Regions from separate parts of the Ovis aries genome. Here region 1 is linked to region 2. Evidence: chromatin contacts called from public Hi-C data. All regions are on one chromosome and are shown on one strand. Each heading gives the region's core, a stretch centred on a gene start, on an enhancer-like site or on the middle of the called end of the contact. The rest is flanking DNA. Distances are from core to core; before and after follow the strand shown.

The links. Hi-C and Micro-C count contacts between places; a contact is called where the count stands out from the background.
Region 1: a Hi-C map of tail adipose tissue shows a contact between it and region 2, with 5 times the contacts expected there. The contact joins two enhancer-like sites. A contact is called at or near these places in 5 of 16 Hi-C or Micro-C datasets (hypothalamus, muscle, skin fibroblasts and 1 more).

Annotation. Positions count from the first base shown.
Region 1 is chr19:31,954,047-31,958,963 of ARS-UI_Ramb_v3.0, reverse strand. No RefSeq gene overlaps it. Among named protein-coding and RNA genes, the nearest start is that of MITF, 45 kb to the right of the region's middle. Within about 2 kb of position 3,618, at least 3 of the 54 cell types and tissues checked have an H3K27ac peak or open chromatin away from gene starts, as enhancers often do. A contact at or near this core is called in tail adipose tissue, where this site is marked.
Region 2 is chr19:31,796,590-31,801,662 of ARS-UI_Ramb_v3.0, reverse strand. The region is part of intron 1 of MITF (melanocyte inducing transcription factor); the gene reads left to right. Among named protein-coding and RNA genes, the nearest start is that of MITF, 110 kb to the left of the region's middle. Within about 2 kb of position 3,047, at least 6 of the 54 cell types and tissues checked have an H3K27ac peak or open chromatin away from gene starts, as enhancers often do. A contact at or near this core is called in tail adipose tissue, where this site is marked.

The DNA.
Region 1 (4,917 bases), core at 2,369-4,868, 160 kb before region 2:
TCACCAACAGGATGCAAGCACAAGTGTGACTGCTTCAAGGAGCCTTCCTGAAAAGACTGCGGGCCCTAACCTGTCATGTCTCTTTTTCATCCCTTCCCCACCTTATTGCCCTGGAGAAGGAAATGGCAACCCACTCCAGTATTCTTGCCTGGAAAATCCCATGGATGGAGGAGCCTGGTAGGCAACAGTCTATGGGGTCGCAAAGAGTCGGACACGACTGAGTGACTTCACTTTCTTTCTTTCTTTCCACCTTATTGGGAGAAAGGTGGTTTTTGGATTGCATAAAGGAAGGCTGCTTCCTAGGGGTGCTGAGCTGGGAGGAGTTTTGCTCTTCTAAGTTTTATTCATGGAATGGAGCTCCCACACCAGAACTGAAGTATACTCCTATGAAATTTCACCTGAGCAACAAATAGACTTTCTTATGTTTAAGTGATTGTTACCTGCATACATTCTGTTTCTGGTGGTGTGAAAAATAGACTTTCTTACATTTAAGCATTGTTACTGGCATACATTTTGTTGCTGTTGGTGTTACTTGCAGCCTTGTACAATCCTAACTAATATTGTGCTGTAAGGCTAATGATGAAAAAAATAGGAGCTGCCTGATCCGTGTCTAGCTCACCAGCCATGTGCAACACTTTCTGCTATTTCTTCCTGTTTCCATCCACCTTTCTAAATGATTTGCTTTTGCTGCTTTTTCTATTTTTAAAAAATAATGGTATTTATTTATTGTTGATTATGCTTGGTCTTTGTTGCCGCATGGGTTTTTCTCTAGTTGCAGAGTGGAGGCTCTAGTTGTGGTTCATGGGTTTCTCACTGGTGGCCTCTCTTGTTGCGGAGGACGGGCTGCAGAGCAGTCTCCCCGGATCAGGGATTGAACCCCTGCCTCTTGCATTGGTAGACAGATTCTTCACTACTGAGTCCCCAGGGAAGCCCTGCTGCTTTTTACTGATGAATCAGTTTTGATATTTAATGATTGCCTCTTATGGCACATATGAACTTCGCTCTGTTAAAATTTTCCTTCATTCACCCTCCCGATATAAATCTATCACAGTGTATTTAGTTAAATTGATATTCTGTAATTGTCTTGATATGCTGAACTGAATATTATCTACTGATAAGGCAAATTTTAAATTTTGGTTACATTTCTTCTTCTCTTTGGTTTAATTTTCCCTTTTATAATGGTAGGTTTTCTCCACAACTGTTAGATTTTCCTTTAATCCTTCTATTGGACAGGTTTTTGCTTATCATTTTATACCTGAAGACTCTGAGGGTTTTTCTTTTTACTTTAATGATAATGGCAAACGTGTACATTTTGCCGGACGCTGAGCTTGATGCTCATTTAATGTCCAGGAGTGCCTGCTGTTGTCCCTACTCTATAGAAGTGGAGGCAGTAGAGCTTAAGTAGCTGAGATCACAGAGCTGGTGGGATACAGAGTCAGGATTCAGCCCCAGGTCATTCTGACCCCAGAGTTCACATACACCTTAACTCTCTTAATTAGGGAGGGGAGGAGGAGAAGAGGGGTGTCACCAAAATATATAAAATTCAGGGCAGGGTGAGACTAAGCAGACAGCAGAGATGCTGGCCTAACCAGAAAGGAAGACAGCTGTTATTTACCAGTACATACCAGATAAATATCAGCTCCATCTTAACCAAGAACTCCTGACTCAGCCCAAGATGGAAACACAGCATTTACTTCTGTGTTTGTTTTCCTGTTACTAGTTTATAGAGTTACCTGGACATTTTGCTTTAAAGTAGAAAAAGGGCAAAGGGCAGGGGCCTACAGACCTTCATTTTCCAAGTTGAAAACTTGAATTAAGCAATTTGCTTATGGTCCCTCAACTAATCGGCCAAGAGAGAGTCTCAGCTTCCATAATCCAGACTCTCCTAACACTGGGACATCCTACATGATTGCTCTTAAATTTACTGCCTCAATAATTTATGGGGCCTGGGGTGGATGTTTTCCAAATTGAAATCCATGCACACACTGTAAAAAGATGATTCTACTTGTGTGTGCCTCTATCAGCCTCGGAGATGACTTGAGATGCTCTGATATTGGCACTTTTATTGAGAGAGATTTTGATGATTTGAGGGAGAACACAATAGGATCTTTAAAATTAGAGCTGTCTCAGAAGATCTGGGGACCTGTCTCTAAAATAGAGATATTGGAAGTAATGAGATTAATAATGTGACATTAATGAAGTAATGGCCTAACTCCTGCCAGTTGAGTCAGCCCCTGCCCAAGTGTAAATAAATAATAAATTGCAGAAATAACATTACCTGAGCCTCTAGACTATCCTCCAGCTGTTTGAAAAAGCTGTCTCTCCCTGAGGATCAGTCAGAGGGAAAATTTTTTTTAATTATCTTGAATTACTAAGATTACCATTTATTAGTGAATAATCATCCCTACTGGACTCTCAAAAGTGCTTAATTATACTTAGAGAATAATTTGCTCCAGCCTTAAAAATAAACTTGGATATTGCCTAAGTCCCTCTTAGGAATTTGGTACCTAATATAAATGAAATCAATGTCTACACAATTCCCAGAGTAGCAGTATATCCTCACCCCAGTCTATAAAATGATATTATAATGGTTACCTCTTGGGGTTTTGGTGCAGACTAAGAGATGATAGTCAGCAACTGGCTACATAGCAGGATGTTCCCAAAGCTTCGCATAGATATGTTAACGCACTATCCTTGCAATGGCCCTACTGTGTGCATGTCGCTTCAGCTGTGTCAGACTCTTTGCAGCCCTATGGACCCTATTATGTGGGTACAATTGTTATCTTTACAGATCCAGATACTTAGGCACAGAGAGTTTAAGTGACTTGCCTAAGTCACACTGCCAGTAAGAAACAGATCTCAGATTTTAACTCAGGCTGTTCAACTCCAGAGTTCATGCTCTGGGAAAGAAGAAGAAGGTTGGATTGGGATAGAAGCAAAAGGTGTTTGATAAAATCCCATGGGAGGTAAAAGCAGCCAGACACAGCAGAGAGAATAGTTAGGTTATGACTAATTGATGATACCAGGTGCTAGGAGTGTTTAAAAAAATGAAAGAGAGAAGGAACAGCATTTTCAACAGCTAAGGATCTGTGTGTCCCGTCAGTACCTCCAGAACCCATGCTCACCGATGGGCCACACCCTGGCTGGGGAGTGTGGAGCTGGCAAGACCTCAGCAAGGAATGGCTCTATGGGGCCTGGGAGGCACCAAGTGTACCTTGACACTTCGCCCTGGAGCTCCGGCCACAGCAGATTCCTCTGCCTTGCAACATAGCAGGGAAGCAGAAAGCCTCTGACTTCAGCTCTTAAAAGAGCACTCCATTTGGCATTGGTTGTCCTAAATTACAGAGTTGATTTGACTTCTGTTTGAAGGAAACCAAAGAGCAGCACTCTCTTCCTACTTTTGTTCCCCTCAATTGGTAAGTAAGGAGAAGATGGACTCCTGTGAGAAAGAAGTAAATCTAAACAGAGTTATTTTTGTTGGTAAAGGTTAACTGAAGAAAGTAACCTGATCTGTAACCACTTATAGACTTCATAAGTATTCTGTTCAAGTCTAGACCTGGATGCATCTCATCAAGCAAGAATTCGCATTCATGGAATTACTGCTTTGCACTTTTCCTGGGACAGAGAAAGAACTTCTGAACCTGATTCCTGAAGCCAGTCCTGGGCTCATCTCTTACATCCCTACTATCTGGTGGTAGGAACAGAGCTTAAAACACTCATTTCATCCCAAGTGCAGGTTGATCTAGAACCATGAAGGAAAAAAAAAATAGTTGAGAAGCATGCTGCTCCAGTCCTTCTCCCAACATTTATTGAGTGCTTTCTATGTGCTGGCCAACCTTCCCAATGCTTTCATTAGTTAATTCATTGAATCCTTGTGAGGATACTATACCTAACCTATAGTGAGGATAACTTAACCTAGTGAGGATATCCTAACCTTGTGAGGATAACTATACCTAAATGAGACAGGTATAGTTATCACTAAGGCTTAAACTTTGAACTCTGTCTGGCTCCAGTCCCCACCCCCCCCCCCCCCCCCACGCCCCCCGTCGCATGCCCCCCACTTAACCATTTCCCAAAACTGCTTCAGAAATCTTACCTGTTTCTTGGGGTGGAGGGAAGAAGGGCTGGATCTGTTGCCTCATTACTGTTGCTGATACAACTATGGGGACCGGAGATTAAAGTTCTTATTATCAACCCTGATTGTGGGGCCAAGAAAGATCAAGTCATGACTCTCCCATCTTCAGTTTCTTCATATGTTAAGTGAAGAGCTTGCATGTAACAGGATGCTACATTTGACACTATTGCTGATCAGTTACAGCCAAGGTCTGCGGGGCCTGAAACTTGTACAGTTGAGGTACTCCTTTAAGAAAAAGAATACAAAAATCGCAAATAGAAGTATTGTGTATGAAAGGGAATACACACATGGAATGAGGAAAGAGGAATTTAGGACTCAAATTGTGTTTCATTTATGGTATGCTCAGCTTCTCTGGATGATCTTTCTCTCAAAGCTTGTTTGGTTCTTTTCCTGCAGATATCCTTTGCTTTATGACCAATATAATTCAGCCAGTTAGCATCTATCTTATACCTACTTATTAGATAAGCTGAGTCCCCTCTGAGCCTCCACCTGTCATGCACTAGAGTTCAAGACAAACTCTATGGTTTAAGAAATAAATAGTCTTTATTGGAGAAAGGAGCAACTTATACAAGATCAGCAAGAGAAGAGAAGGCCTGAGTCCCCACTCTCTCATTACTCCCCAGAAGTCCACACCAGATCAGGGTATTCCACTGTATTCTCTCCTCAGGGGCAGGGAGCAGGTTTGAAATCACAGATTTTCTGGCACGGTGGTCTCAATTTGAGGATCAGCTATTCAGAAGGAGTGTTCTGGCAATACCAGGTGCCCAGCACCTGGAGACCTT
Region 2 (5,073 bases), core at 1,798-4,297:
CACACGAGTGAAATCTTATGGTGTTTGTCTTTTTCCATTTGACTTATTTTATTTAGCATAATATCCTCAAGATCCGTCCATGTTGTTGATAATGGCAAGATTTCATCTCTTTTTATGGCTGAGTAGTATTCCATTGCGTGCGAGCACAGGCACGCGTGCACACGCACGCACACACATTCTCTCTCTCTCTCTCTCTCTCACACACACACACACACACACACACACACACACACAGAGTCTCTCTCTCTCTAAGATGTGAACCCAGTTCTTTCTGACCCCAGAGCCTGGTCGGGTAGCTCATTCTCACCACATCCTTCCTAGAAATAGGAAACTCTTAACTGGAATATTTTAGCGATCTGCTACTTATTTCCCTGCTTTCTTCCTCTTTCCTTTTTAGGTCTTTTTCCTGCCACCAGCCTTCTGATGCATGCATCTCTTCACTGAAGTCCCCCTTCCATCCTTCCTTTTCTAGTGGACTCTTTTCTGGACTTTCATATCCTGAGCTTTCTTCTCTGAGTTCTCACAATACTTTGTTCCTTCCTTAATCAAAACACTTTGCAGCTAATAGTCAGCTACTTAAGTATTCCAGGGATTCCTAGGCCCCCAGTGTTCAGTTTTGTTCTGTGCCTATGTGAATGTTTTTTCTTGAGACAGTCCATAGTTTTCATGAGTCTCAGAAAAGTATTTGACCAAAAAGATAAGATATTATTTATAGGATTCTCTGTCCTCCTCCAAGTAATGAGCACCTAGAGGGAAGGAGCATATCTGATTTGTATTTATTTTCTTGGATGGCTATAATGATACTTTTTTTTTTTCCCCGAGTACCTGGATAAATGAATGTCTCTAAAAGTAAGACCATGGGGGTATGGCCTGGAGGTTGAGAACAGAGGATCTAGAGCCAGACTGTGCCTTGGATTGAATTTCCTCTCTGCAAACAGTCTAGCCAGTGATACAGTCACCTCAAAACCTCACTCTTCTCATTGGTAAAAGGGACATCATAATCGTGTTGCTGTTAGAGGGTTGTTATTGAGGAATACTTCAAGGCGTGCTGTGTAAAATGCCTAGCACAGGAGTACTTTGCATACTACCTATAATTAGCTGCTATTACTATTATTACTGAAGAACTTTGAAATGGGCTAGAGTATGAGTTTCTCTTGATTTTTCTAGTTACTATCATGGTGATATTACAAAAATATTTATCATGCCACTTTGAGGTTTCAGAGCTTAAAACCAGCATGCTTTCTCTAGTCAAGGTGACAGGTTCAGCTCAGAGACCTCCCTGAGATGTTGCTCTTGGGCATTTCCTTTCCCCCTGGCCTCAACCCTGGCTGTGTAGTGTCTTAGGTTCATGAAGTGCCAGCTAATGGAAATGTGTGATGTGGGCACTCTGCCCCCCGAGGATTTGGACATATGCTTCTTTGTGTTTAAATCAACAGAAAAAAGTGCAGCTGTAGCCACCCTTCTGCATAATCGTTGCAGTAGCCTTTTCTCCTTGCATGTTCTTGGAACCCCTGAGTGCCAAACCTGTCACTTACTGTCCCCTCTGTCTGTCTCAGGTAAGTCCAGTAGGTCAGATGAAAGGCAGAGACCAGCAGGGCATAATCACTAGTCTACGTATAGCACTGATGAGTAGCTGGACACAGATCACGGCTTACATGTTATTTATAGTAATGTGGCCATAGGGTCATGTTGGCAAGAAGCAGCCTTTAGAAAAGTGCTTTAGTTGGCCCATTAATGGTCACTAAATATAGAAAAAGTAGTTAGTGAAATCTCTTTACAGAAAATGTATTGTGAGCGGGGTGCATTGACATGAGGAGAAAAATTGTTGACTCCTGTTTTCCCATAGTCTTTTTTTTTTTTTTTGGAGTGTATACTTTGTCTTTACATCTCTGGTAACTGTATGACCTTTAGTGAGTTATTTGCAAATACTCTTAAAAAAAAGAAAAGTCTTAAAAAGTATGGTAACTTTATTCACAATCACCAAAATCTGGAGATGGCCCAAATGTCCTTTCACCTGTTAAAGGACACGTAAGCCATGGTTCATCCATACAGTGGAATATTAACGTGCAAATAGATACCAATACCTGCTACAGCATGGATTGAACTCAAATATACTTGTTAAGGGAAAGGAGTCAGACTCAAAAGTCTATGTTTTAAATGATCCCATTTATTTGACATTCTGGAAAAGATAAAGCTGCGGGAATGGAACAATAGGTGGTTTTCGGGGGACTGGGGTTGGGTGACGTTCTGACTCCAGATGGGCAGCCCAAGGAGTGTCTGAAGAGTAAGTGCAATGGGTCAGTGTACTCTGTCCTGCTGGCTTTAAAAGCTGTCTGGTAAACACCCCGAAATTTTGGTTTATTTATTTGACGTCTACGAGTTGGAGCTCCTTTGTCTCCTGTCCGGCAGAGCTGCTTACTTTAAAATAGTTCCTCGGCCTTGGCAATATTGAACATTGAGGGCTGGATTGTCTCTACTGTAGGGGCTGTACGGGAGCCTGTAAGGTGTTTAATAGCATCCCTAGTCTCTACGTACTAGATGCTCATAACACCTGTCACCCTAGTTTTCAAAAAATCTGTATTGAATTTGTTACGATATTGTTTATGTTTTGGTTTTTTTGGCCAGGAGAAAGGGGGATCTTAACTCCCAACCCGGGATGGAACCCCTGACCCCTGCACTTGGAAGGCGATGTCCTAACCACTGGACTTCCAAGGAAGTTCCTGTGTCCCCATTTGTGACAACCAAAAGTGTCTCCAGACATTGTCAGATGTCCCCTGGGGACAACAGTGTCTCATTGGAAAGCCACAATTTTAAAAGATTAGGATTCAGTGAAAAGGCATTGAGTTAGCATGACTGACAGGTGAGAATCATCCCATGCGGGCTCCAGGTTAGATAGCAGAATATTCTAGTCGGTTGGCAGAGGACCTTCCCTGGTCCTGGAGATCAGCCATTTCTTCTTACAAGTGCCTTGGCCATTTGACCTCGTGCTGGTGAGTGCTTTCTCTCCGCTCAGGGACTGTGAGAGCCTAGAAGTAGTATCTGTGTACTTGCCGCTCCCTTGCTCTTACCCCTCCTATCCTAGAGGTCAACTTTTTGGGTCTGATGAGTCATGCTTACTGCATTTATAAATTGCTTCCATTTCTCCCAAAGCAAAGAAAAAAACAATTTTTTTTTGGAAACCAGTTTAAAAAACTATAATAAATACTTGTTACTAAACCAAAATTAAAAGTGCCAGTGAACTATAAGATGATCATATTTCAGACATATTTTTATAGCTTCGTTAATAGTTTGATATTAATTCGGGCTTAAGAGTTACGGGAAATAGGCAGAGTGGTAAAATGATGGGACCTTTTGATCTTTAAAACTTTGATCTTCAAAATTTTAAATATATTTAGGTGATATATGGTTTTCCCATACCTTCTTTTTTTTAAATTTTATTTAATTGGAGGATAATCACGTCACAATATTGTGTTGGTTTCTGCCATACATCACCATGACTCAGCCACAGGTATATATATGTCCCCTCCCTCCTGAACCTCCTTGCCACCTCCCTGTCCATCCCACCCCTCTAGGTTGTCACAGAGCACTAGGTGGAGCTCCCTCTGCCACACAGCAAAACCCCACTCACTGTCTATTTTACATATGATAATATATGTGTTTCCATGCTCCTGTATTCGTCCCACCCTCTTCTTCCCCTGCTGTGTCTACAAGTCTGTTCTCTATGTCTGAATCTCCATTGCTGCCCTGCAGGTATGTTCATCAATACCATCTTTCTAGATTCCATATGCATGGGTTAATGTTTTTTCATGTCCAGCACAAACCTGTGTGTGAATCCCAAAGCATTATAAAGTTGGCTCCATCTAGTGTATGAAAGTATTATACAGCTAGAGGGGGAAAAAAAAAAAAACAAAACCAGCAACTCCATTCTGGGGACCTCCTTTGGTACTTCATTATGAAATTAGATTAAAAAGGTAAACGAAAACAAAGATGGGCTATAAGCTGTATTTGTGCCCTAGGAGATAATGCAGGCCAAAGTGACCTTCACAGTGTGAGAGGAGAGGCTGTAATATATCGAAGCATCAACATCCAGCATGCCTGACATTTTGTTCTAACAGCCTTGCCTTTTCTTTTTCTGGATGGAGGTCTTGTTTACAGGCACTATCAACAATTGTGGCTTGTCCACTTCCATTGTGATATTCTCCGTCCTCCTTGGCCTGGCCCCTGGTTTTCCTGTATGGAATCCTATCTGCCAGTCATGTTCATTTCCCACAGTTAGGAAGCGATTAGGGCTAGGCCCATGTACTGTGATTTCAGAGCCCTACATGATTTCCTTTATCAGACTGGAATTCTTTGTAGCTGTTTGCTTCTCACTGCAATAGAGTAGCCACTATTTGTGGGCTGTGTTTGATCTGGTTTCCACGGAAGGGTTCTGGCACATTCTTCGTTTCTCTTAATCAGGGTTCCCAAATTTGAGCCATACTCATCCTAACTTCATGACCTTTGCCCCCACATTCCATATGATGGCTTAAATAAATTAAAAATACATATTGAAAGGAAATGCCTTATTAAATGGCAATGACAGATGGATGCATGTGTAAAATAAATATAATGAAATTGGAAGAAAACAGTTAGATCCTTACTGGATGTGTTGTCAAGAAGGGCCTGAGTCTGAGATCTGAACTGTTTTTGTTACAAAGGGCAAGTATTGCAAGATTGAAGACATGTTAGCATCAAACAGATACTTTTCGTGGGATGAAAAGAAATTTGAAAGGGCCTTTCTCTCTGGGTAATTCCATGGTCATTTAATGTGGAGTCTTTGTGTCTCCATTTGAGATCATCCTGTATCCCACACGTTGAGAAACTTTGCTCACAATTACCCATCTTTTCCAGAGGAGTTTGTCATGCTCCCCCAAAGTCCAAAGCTTGTCTCCCCCTCAAAAGCCTTTTTCAATAATTCTTTATTTTCTGAGCACTGCTATACTTCTATTAACAAGAAGAAATTGTGCTGATATTCATATTTTCTCACTCTCTTTCCCAACTAGATTAAGTTAATTGAGGACAAGCAGTGTGTCT